2 separate regions of the Podarcis muralis genome follow, and region 2 is linked to region 1. Evidence: chromatin contacts called from public Hi-C data. All regions are on one chromosome and are shown on one strand. The core of a region is the stretch at or near the end of the contact, and the rest is flanking DNA. Distances in the headings are between cores, read along the strand shown. Region 1 holds the start of DALRD3 (DALR anticodon binding domain containing 3). Region 2 holds the start of QARS1 (glutaminyl-tRNA synthetase 1).

What was found. Hi-C and Micro-C count contacts between places; a contact is called where the count stands out from the background.
Region 2: a Hi-C map of blood shows a contact between it and region 1, with 6 times the contacts expected there. The contact joins the promoter of QARS1 here to the promoter of DALRD3 in region 1. A contact is called at or near these places in 2 of 3 Hi-C or Micro-C datasets (blood and tail).

The regions. Positions count from the first base shown.
Region 1 is chr2:103,881,321-103,886,483 of rPodMur119.hap1.1, reverse strand. DALRD3 (DALR anticodon binding domain containing 3) reads left to right here and starts at 3,594. Exons shown (of 13, transcript XM_028719630.2): 1 at 3,594-3,892; 2 at 4,846-5,144. The coding sequence starts at 3,704.
Region 2 is chr2:104,015,007-104,020,166 of rPodMur119.hap1.1, reverse strand. QARS1 (glutaminyl-tRNA synthetase 1) reads left to right here and starts at 1,495. Exons shown (of 24, transcript XM_028719642.2): 1 at 1,495-1,654. The coding sequence starts at 1,532.

The DNA of each region.
Region 1 (5,163 bases), core at 2,345-4,844:
GGGGTGATTTAAACCCTGCTCTCTGCCCGGTCTTCATCCTCATTTAGCTCCCACATGTGCATGACTGTGCATGACTGAGGTTTTCCCCCCTCGTCTTGGCTATGGTGTGAGTCTGTGCTGTTAATTAATGGGGTTCTGCCTTCGGAGAAAATGAGCCAGCCCTCAAGGAGGTGATTATGTAATTTGCTAGCAATTCATGTCCCTCCCGGCGTGACGCTGCGTGCTGACGTCACGGGGCTGTAATGGTGGTGTGCCTCGAGATTTTTTTCATGAAACAAGTGTGCCTTTGCCAAAAAAAGGTTGGGAAACACTGATGTAGAGAATCAGGGTCCAAATAATCTCTGTGACGTTTTCACCTTGCATCCTGTTAAAGCAAGACATATACACCCCCAATAAATATGTGTGTCCCAGTCACATGTTATATTCTGCATAGTACACCCACAAGCCTGAATCCACAGCAATATTCCACACACACCCCGCCCATGTAATGGATAGTAAAACCTAATTTTGTAGCATGAAGAAAAGTAGAATGGAAGTGGATCCTGTTCAGTGTAGGTATTTATGCAGAAACTGGATGGTCATGTCAAGCATGCTACAGCTGATGTGATTTTCTTTTATGAATAGTGGTATACAAGCATTGTTTACAACTAATATAAATCTATACAATATTATAGCTAATATAAATTAACTAATATAAATAAATATTCCTGTACTGAGCAGGGGGCTGAAATGGGTGACCTCAAGTCCTTTCCAACACAAAATGGCCTTGGCAAGTCTGTTGAGTTGTTGACTTGCACTTTAAAACAATGGACTTTGTTTATTCTATTCTGATATTTGTTTGTATTTTATCATATTTACTATATTTTGATTTTATAACTTTCGTAAACTACTTAGGGATTTTCCATCCATTTTCATTGTCTGTATGATGTCCTCCTTCAAATCACTGTCTTCCTGTACTTTCCTTCAGACCAGATTTTCTGAATCCAAAAGGGAGAGGATGTGAGAAAATCTGGAGCAGAAAGTGCAGGAAGGCAGTGGAGAACATCATATGGACAACAGAGAATTAACACAGGTACAAGCAGCTTACTGTCCACAATAAACAACAGTATGAATGAACTACCAGGCTGTAGTCTATGCTGTTGGATTATGTCTTAAATTCAGAAAGCATGAATATCAATGCCCTGGAACTTCAGTACTTCCCGGAATAATACCTAATCTTGCTGGCATAGCTGGTTAGAAACCACAAATGTGCTGTTTTCTAGGGAAACCTTTAGATGTTTTTAAAAAGTGCAAAATAGCCATCAGCAGCAGAGGTTGCTGTCCACTGAGACTGATAGAGCAGAAGGCAAGGAGCCCAGACAGCAGTACACTCAACAATTAGTGGGGCCAACTCATCTTAAGCTTTGTTCCTGTTCTCTTCTCTGCTGTGTTTTATAAGGGCAACACTGAGACTACAGATGAGGGAGATGATAGGCAGTTCCACCACACTGGGCTCATTGGAAGATGGGCTGGTGGGGCTGGCTGAGGGCAGACTAAGGTTGGTGGGGGAGTGCTTCATTTACCCATATGGACTAGCCTCCACTAGCCATAAGAAATAGTACATTCAGTGTCTACATTTTGTTTGCATTTCTGTTGGCCTGTTGGAGTTGCTTGGGGATGTTTCACTTCTGCTTCTGGTTTATTTCAAACAGTTTCCATTGTTTGTAGTGCCACCCAGGCTATAAATAAAAATGCAAACAGCCTATAGCTTTCGACACAGTCTCTGAGAGATTCTCATACCAGGCACACTTATTATTTATAAGTGATGTGCTCCTTACCAGAGCTATGATGAGTGTCGACGACTGCTGGACAGATCACTGATTAATGCGTTCTACGTTGGCTATCGAGATACCTCAACGCAGGCTTCAAGGAAGGAAACCAAGGCGCAAAATGAACACTCAAGCCCTTCAAGATCCTATTAAGTGGATTACTTCCAAATTACTCTCAAGGACCACCAGTGTTGAAGCAATGATTCTTCAACATCAACTTTGTTGGACTGGTCATGTTGTGCCGATGCCTGATTATCGTCTTCCAAAGCAACTACTCTATTCCCAACTCAAGAATAGAAAGCGAAATACTGGTGGACAACAAAAGAGGTTTAAAGACACTCTCAAGGCAAATCTTTAAAAATGTAGGAAAAACCCAGACAATTGTGAAACACTGGCCTGCGAGTGCTCCAATTGGGAAACAGCCTTTGGAGATCAGTTGTGGGCTTTGAAGACGCTCGAACTCAGGACGAAAGGGAAACATGTTAAGAGGCAGGCACATTTAGCAAACCCTCACCGTGATCAGTTCCTGCCTGGAAACCTATGTCCCCACTGTGGAAGGACGTGTAGATCCAGAATTGGCCTCCACAGTCACTTACGGACTCACTGTTAAGATTGTGTTCATGAAAGACAATCTTACTTAGCTACAACTGATCACTAAAGAAGAAGAAGAAGAAGAAGATTTATATCCCATCTTTTCCCCTGACAAGGGACTCCAGTCCAAGCGGCTTAGAGATAAAACAGGACCAGCTAAAAACATAGGGATGAAAAAAGAAAAAAAACCTACAACAATTAAGCATTGATAGATTTAAAACTATAAATATAGTTCCCCAAAATGTTGTATGTTATATCACAAAAGACTCCTGAGTAAGCTTGGCACCCATGGAACAAGGGGCAAAGTACTCTTGTAGGTTAGGAATTTGTTAAGTAGCAAAAACCAGAAAGCAGGAGTTTCCCCAAGAAACTGTATTGGGACCTGTGCTTTTAACTTTTTCATATATCATTAGAGTGAGGGGTGAGCCGTGAGGTAGCCAAGTTTGCTGATGACACTCAGTTGCCCAGGTCCATTATAACAAAGAGAGATTGCAAAGAGCTCCAAAGAACCTTTTCAAATAGGCAGTAAAGCAGCAAATGCAATACAACATGCCCACCTGTGCGTACAGACAACATAGCTAGTAACTGCCATTTTAGACTACGTTATCTGCAAAGGCATGCAGAATTGCAAACCGCTATGTACAAAAAATGCTATGACCCAAGTGTGTTTTCAAAGGCTACAGATGTATATACAGCCTAGGGCTACAATCCTACCTAAGGGGTTACTGGGTTGCTGTTTTTATTTTGATTATATATTTTGATTTTGTTCTGTGAACCGCCCTGAGACCTCCGGGCATAGGGCAGTATATAAATTCTAATAATAATAATAATACCCATTTGCCAGGGAGTAAACTACACTGAATTCAATAGGACTTCTGAGGACTTCTGAGTAGACATGTGTTGTAAGAAACTAATTATGGCGCAAGCCTCGGTGGACCTGATGAAAAGCTTTAATGCCATTAAAAAAATAAAAATCTGTCTTTTATTTTTATTTTTATTTTTTTTAATAATTTTTTATTAGATTTTCCACAATGATAACACAAACCACAAAGCAAAATGATACACGAAAACAGAAAAAGGAAAAATAAATCTGTCTTTTAAAGTGCCCAAAGACTCGACAACACCAAGGGTGGCAGAATCCCACTCCTACGATGCCCATCCCGGCTTTGGCTCCACCCGGAAGTCAGTCTATACTATAGTTCTATGTTTATTTTCCATCATGACATCACATCCTGGCAAACCGGGCGGACTTCCCCCCTCCCCCGCCCTCCAGGAATTCCGGAGTCGCCGGCGCCTGCGGTCGCATGGAGACGCTCGAGAGCCGCCTGTCTGTCTCCGAGACTCTGGAGGCCTTGAACGCTACTCTCCGAGGAAAGGCCGGGGTCGGTGCTCGCGGCCCGGTCTGGTTCAAGGAGAGCAGCGCCCGGAACTTACGTAGCAGGGATTTCCTGGCTCCGCAGGCTGCCCTGAGGGCGATGTTCGCGGACGGGCAGGTAAGGGGGCGTGTCCTCCGCGAAAGGGGGCGGGGCTGCCTTGCCTGTATTCATTTATTGGTATGCAAATGGTTAGTTCCCCTGTGAGGTACCACCTTCAGCTGTCAGGTGGTGCTTTGTGATTTACTATAATTATTATTCCTGTATTACAGGGGGTTGGACTAGATGACCCCAGGGGACTCGTACAACTCTTACAATTCTATGGTTGTAGTAGTAGTAGTAGTAATAATAATAATAATAATAATAATAATAATAATAATAATAATAATAATAATTTATTACTTATACCCTGCCCATCTGGCCGAGCCTCCCCAGCCACTCTGGGCTGCTTCTAACAGAATATTATAAACACAATAAAACATCAGACATTTAAAACTTCCCTAAAAAGGGCTGCCTTCAGAAGTCTTCTAAAAGTCAGATAGTTGTTTATTTCCTTGTCATCTGATGGGAGGGTGTTCCACAGGGCAGGTGCCACCACCGAGAAGGCCCTCTGCCTGGTTCCCTGTAACCTCACTTCTCACAGTGAGGGAACCGCCAGAAGGCCCTCGGAGCTGGACCTCAGTGTCTGAGTTGAATGATGGGGGTGGAGATGCTCCTTCAGGTATACTGGGCCGAGGCTGTTTAGGGCTTTAAAGGTCAGCACCAACACTTATCACTCCATATTTTATTTATACTCCTCTTTCCAGGTATCTTAGAGAAGACTTGACTGGAGAAGTCACCTACTAATTCTTTCCCAGCAGCAGATTATTTTAGTGATCTAGAGACCATCACCCACAGCATTTTAGCTTAGAAAACCCAGCTGTGATCTATTTGTGCTTGAAATTGAGTTGTCTTTTTTTATTATTATTAAATCTAACTACATGGTGAACTGCTTTGTTTCTGCTCCTGAACAGCCCAAACCAGGAGGAAGCCGACACTCCTTGACTCTTCTCCCTTTTCTTGTATCACAACAGGTTCCCGATGGCGTTGCCGAGAGTGTGTCTTCACTTAAACGCCCAGGGTTGCCACCCATCCGGAGTTGCCAAAAGAGCCCAGCTGGACTGACTGTGCAGTTAGAGAGGCCTGCTGTCTTTGAGCAGATCCTGAAAGCCATTCCTGTGTATGCGGAGCCCCCTCAGACAGCCCATGGGCACAGCATCCTCCTGAACTGTGTGCCCCTGCACGGCTGCAAGGGCCTGAACTCGCTGAGTTTGAGTCACCTGAGAGCCATCCTGGTCACTGACCACCTCGCAGGCACACTCCGAGCTCAAGGGTTAGTAGATGCAACTAGA
Region 2 (5,160 bases), core at 246-2,745, 140 kb before region 1:
AATGCCAGCTCTCAAAAAGCCCATGCCCCATTTACTTGCACAACACTCAAGACTTCCCATAATAAACATCTTTATCATAAAAGGTTTTAAAGTGACCATGTAATGCAACGCCAAGGTTGCAGGTTCGACCCCCTGCACAGGACAGTTCCATAGTCCTCAGGGTCCCTTCCAACTCTACAATCCTTCAATTGCACGAGTCAGAACATTGGCCCATCTAGCTCAGTATTGCCTACACTGACCGGCAGCAGTCCTTCAGGATTTTGGACAAACCTACCTGGAGAGGAGGGGAAGAAATGGAGGCAGTGAGCTTTTACTTTCTTGGGCTCCATGATCACTGCAGATGGTGACAGCAGTCACAAAATTAAAAGACGCCTGCTTCTTGGGAGAAAAGCAATGACAAACCTAGACAGCATCTTAAAAAGCAGAGACATCACCTTGCCAACAAAGGTCTGTATAGTAAAAGCTATGGTTTTCCCAGTAGTGATGTATGGAAGTGAGAGCTGGACCATAAAGAAGGCTGATCGCCGAAGAATTGATGCTTTTGAATTATGGTGCTGGAGGAGACTCTTGAGAGTCCCATGGACTGCAAGAAGATCAAACCGATCCATTCTGAAGGAAATCAGCCCTGAGTGCTCACTGGAAGGACAGATCCTGAAGCTGAGGCTCCAATACTTTGGCCACCTCATGAGAAGAGAAGACTCCCTGGAAAAGACCCTGATGTTGGGAAAGATGGAGGGCACAAGGAGAAGGGGACGACAGAGGACAAGATGGTTGGACAGTGTTCTCGAAGCTACAAACATGAGCCTGACAAAACTGCGGGAGGCAGTGGAAGACAGGAGTGCCTGGCGTGCTCTGGACCATGGGGTCATGAAGAGGCGGACACGACTAAACGACTAAACAACAACAACCTGGAGAGGTCAGGGATTGAACTCAGGACCTTCTGCAGCCTTTCTCTCTACTCTCTTTCTTTCTTTTTTGATAACAATTTATTAATTTTCCAGAAATAACAATACAAAAAAAAAACCAACCGGGGAAAAAATCATAACCAAATTAAACCATAAATTTTGGTCGACTTCCCTCCACTCTCCGTCTTGGTTCCATTATAATATACTTGTTTATGCACGTCCATAAAACCTTATAAACAATCCAATTTTAAAACCACCTTGAACTTATTACAAGTGACTTTTGTAAAAATCTGTGCACAAAGCTCTCTCTACCCTCTTTCTATCTCTATGGCCACCTGATCCTTCGCTCTTCAAAAAAACGTCACCTTCGAGTGATGATGCAAAGAGAAGCAACCCGCTGCCCCATCCCAGCGCCACATTCGCCTCTCTCGGATTTGTCGCGGAGCCATGGGGAGGCGGGCGTTCCGGCGGCGCTTCCTATTGGTCGCAAAGACCGACGGCAACCTCGGGTTGGCTTTCCCCCGGCTCCTTGCCCCGCCCCCTACCCACTCTGCGCATGGTTGGTTGGGCTTGGAAGCCGGCGCGCCCTACGTCGGGCGGAAGTAGAGGCGGCTGCGAGGAGCAGCATGGCGGCCGACGAGCCGGGCGCGCTGGAGCTTTTCGTTAGCATCGGTCTGAGCGAAAGCAAGGCTCGCGAGACCCTTCGGAACCAGGCGCTCAGCGCGCTGCTCCGCGAGGCCATCGTGCAGGTATCGTCGCTTTGCCCCTAAGGGACTCCGTTGGTTTCAGTTCCCAGGCTGCCAACTCTCCCCTCTAGTCTCTCTCCCCACACCGGTAGTGCTCCTGTATCTTTGAGAGCAACCTGACAGGCTGAAATCCAACAGGTGTAGCTCACCCCCATCACTGCATTTCCAGGCCGCAAAATGCTACAGAGGGGTTGAAGTTATGCTTGTCATACAGCTGCTCGAAAAAGGAGTGGGGGGACCCCACCCCCTCAAAAAAACCAAAACCAAAAAACCCTTCACTCTCCTCCATTCCTCTACAGTGGTACCTCAGGTTACATGCACTTCAGGTTACAGGCGCTTCAGGTTACAGACTCCGCTAATCCAGAAATAGTGCTTCAGGTTAAGAACTTTGCTTCAGGATGAGAACAGAAATCGTGCAGCGGTGGTACAGCGGAAGCGGGAGGCCCCATTAGCTAAGGTGCTGCTTCAGGTTAAGAACAGTTTCAGGTTAAGAATGGACCTCTGGAACGAATTAAGTACTTAACCCGAGGTACCACTGCATACAAGTGGTACCTCTGGATACAAACGGGATCTGTTCCGGAGCCCCGTTCACATCCTGAAGTAAACGTAAGGCGCAACTGCGCAGGTCGCGTTTCGCCGCTTCTGCGCACGCGCGTGATGTCATTTTGAGCGTCTGCGCATGTGTGAGCGGCAAAACCCGGAAGCAACACGCTCCGTTACTTCCGTGTCGCCGCGGAGCGCAACCCGAAATTACTTAACTTGAAGCTACTTCAATCCGAGGTATGACTGAATATGGCACAGTTCTGAATGATCTCTCATTTTTATCATGCTTCAGTGAGTCTTCACAGAGACAGATAACGCAGTTTGGCAAACCCTCTAAAATTAGGAGATCTGCAAGTCTTCGTCAAAGAGAGGGCAGAGGATAGATAGACTGGGTGTGACTGTAAGAAAGGATGGTTTCCAAGTTCAGTATTCTGTTCTGTGATCTGCAAAGGGCGAGAAGATATTTTTTATTTTAAAGGTTTATTTAAATCGGAACTTGCTGCACCATCATGCCTCAGGAGCTGTCCCTAGCTATTTTAGCAATGCAAACTTAAACACACTTCCTGGGCAGTTGGACCTCTTGAGCTGAATGGCACTCACTTCTGAATAAGCTTGCATGTAGTCCTGTCCTACTCAAGATGTGACTACTGTTGAATTCAGTGGGGCTTCCAGGTCAGTGGGGTTAGGCTGTGGTTTGGGGAGACCTATCTGTGAGTGAGGCCAGCTGAATACAGTAAGACCTATTTCTAAATACCGTATTTTTCGCCCCATAGGGTGCACCTAGTTTTTTGGGGGGGAAATAAAGAAGAAGAAAAATCCCCCCCCAGGCTTCCCCAGCCCCCAGAACAGGCTGCTCTCTGCAAGCCGTGGGAGCCCTCCCGCGGCTTTCGCAGAGCTACCCGAAGCCCGGGCGCGACTGCTCAGCGCGCCCAGGCTTCGGGATAGAGGCAGCTCTCCGCAAGCCGTGGGAGCCCGGCGGGAACTCCCGTGGGCTCCCAAGGCTTGCGGATAGCTTCCTGAAGCCTGGAGAGCGAGAGGGGTCGGTGCGTACCGACCCCTCTCGCTCTCCAGGCTTCAGCGAAAGCCTGCATTCGCCCCATAGGACGCACACACATTTCCCCTTCATTTTTGGAGGGGGAAAAGTGCATCCTATAGGGCGAAAAATATGGTAAGCATGCTTAGGATTATGCTGTAAGACTGGATTCTGTCCCGGTGGATTCTGTATGGGGTCACTCTGGTATCTGTTCCCTGCCACTTGTTGGTATATGTTTTAACTGCCTGTTTTCATCTGAGACTCAGATTGATGCTCAGTTTGAAAATTGGTGGTCAACTATGCCTCTGCAATTTCAAACTCCCAAGAATGAAAAGGAAAAACAGAATAATAATATCAAATGTTTAATAAGTATTATCTGTTGGGTTAGGAACTGAGTTTTGGAACTGAACTTATTAGGGCCTCCTGTGAGTCCCCAGTGGGAGTGATTCATAGCACAGATAACTTCTCAGGAGCCTCTTATAAGTCCTCTGACTTGTTTACTGTTGTAGGCTGGACTCAAGTTCTAGCTGTGGTTCTGTCCCATTTCATGAACTGTCTTGTTTTTATTGGCCTTACATAATCCACTTTGGGACCTTTTTTGGATGAGGAAAGAGGAAGAAATGTTTCAAATAAACAAATTTCAGTTGTTTCAGTTTATCAAGTTACTATGAGTTTCTTCCCGCTGCTACATGAAGGATAGGGACGCGGGTGGCACTGTGGGTTAAACCACAGAGCCTAGGGCTTGCCGATCAGATAGTCAGCGGTTCGAATCCCCGCAACAGGGTGAGCTCCTGTTGCTCGGTCCCTGCTCCTGCCAACCTAGCAGTTCGAAGGCACGTCAAAGTGCAAGTAGATAAATAGGTACTGCTCCGGCGGGAAGGTAAACGGCGTTTCCGTGCGCTGCTCTGGTTCTCCAGAAGCGGCTCAGTCATACTAGCCACATGACCCGGAAGCTGTACGCCAGCTCCCTCGACCAATAAAGCAAGATGAGCGCCGCAACCCCAGAGTCGGTCACGACTGGACCTAATGGTCAGGGGTCCCTTTTCCTTTACCTACATGAAGGATACATTTCATTTGCTTGTAGCATGGCTTGCAATTTGTGGTGACATGGGAAGGAGAGAGAAAGGGAGCTATGTGTACTTGGTCTTAATTCAGTTTCAGGATGAGGACTAAAAAGCAGGTGTGCATTCAGATTTACTGTTAAGGTCAGCATACGCTTCCGTGTTTATGAGATAAAAGTAAGGTCGGTGGAAACGTTTCCGACATATTCTAGCTTACCACGTTGCAAGCAGTGACTTTTCAGACAACATCAGCCTTGTTCTGCAGCGGAATTTCCTTCTGGAAATGTTTCCAAGAGTCTGAAAGTGAAAGTTCTGCTGGTGCTGAGAAGGAGCTCCTTGAGAATAACCAAGAGAGCAAGAAGTCAGCTGATTTTTGCGCTTGTTTCCTGTTTTTCTTGACCAGGATGAAAGCATTGGGGTGGGGTGGGGTGGGATTGGCCGGTGTCTACTTACAAAGCAGGGTGTACCCATTCATTCTGTCATTGGAGAGTAGACTGTTTAAATTACAGTTCCCAAAATGCACACGATTAACCTACATTGCTGCAGAGAGATGCAAGAGTTTCTTCACAGGGTTTAAAGAACCACAGCCGTATCCGTTTGGGGCTGTCGTAATGCAACAGCATGCTGGGAATTGCTTGTTGCATAGTTATCCCTTGTGCACAGGCACCCAGACACAACGGTGCAGCAACCCAACAGAACGACACGGGCGTTGCATAATTATCCCTCTGCTGGTTGCTGGGACTTTCCCCTCTGCAACCAGGGCAGTTCTGTAATGCTGGCTCTTAAGTTGGGAAGGGGCAGGGTAGAGATGGTGTCCTGCTGTTGCACAAGAAGTTAACTGGGAAGAGAAGGGTCATAGCTTAGTGGTAGAG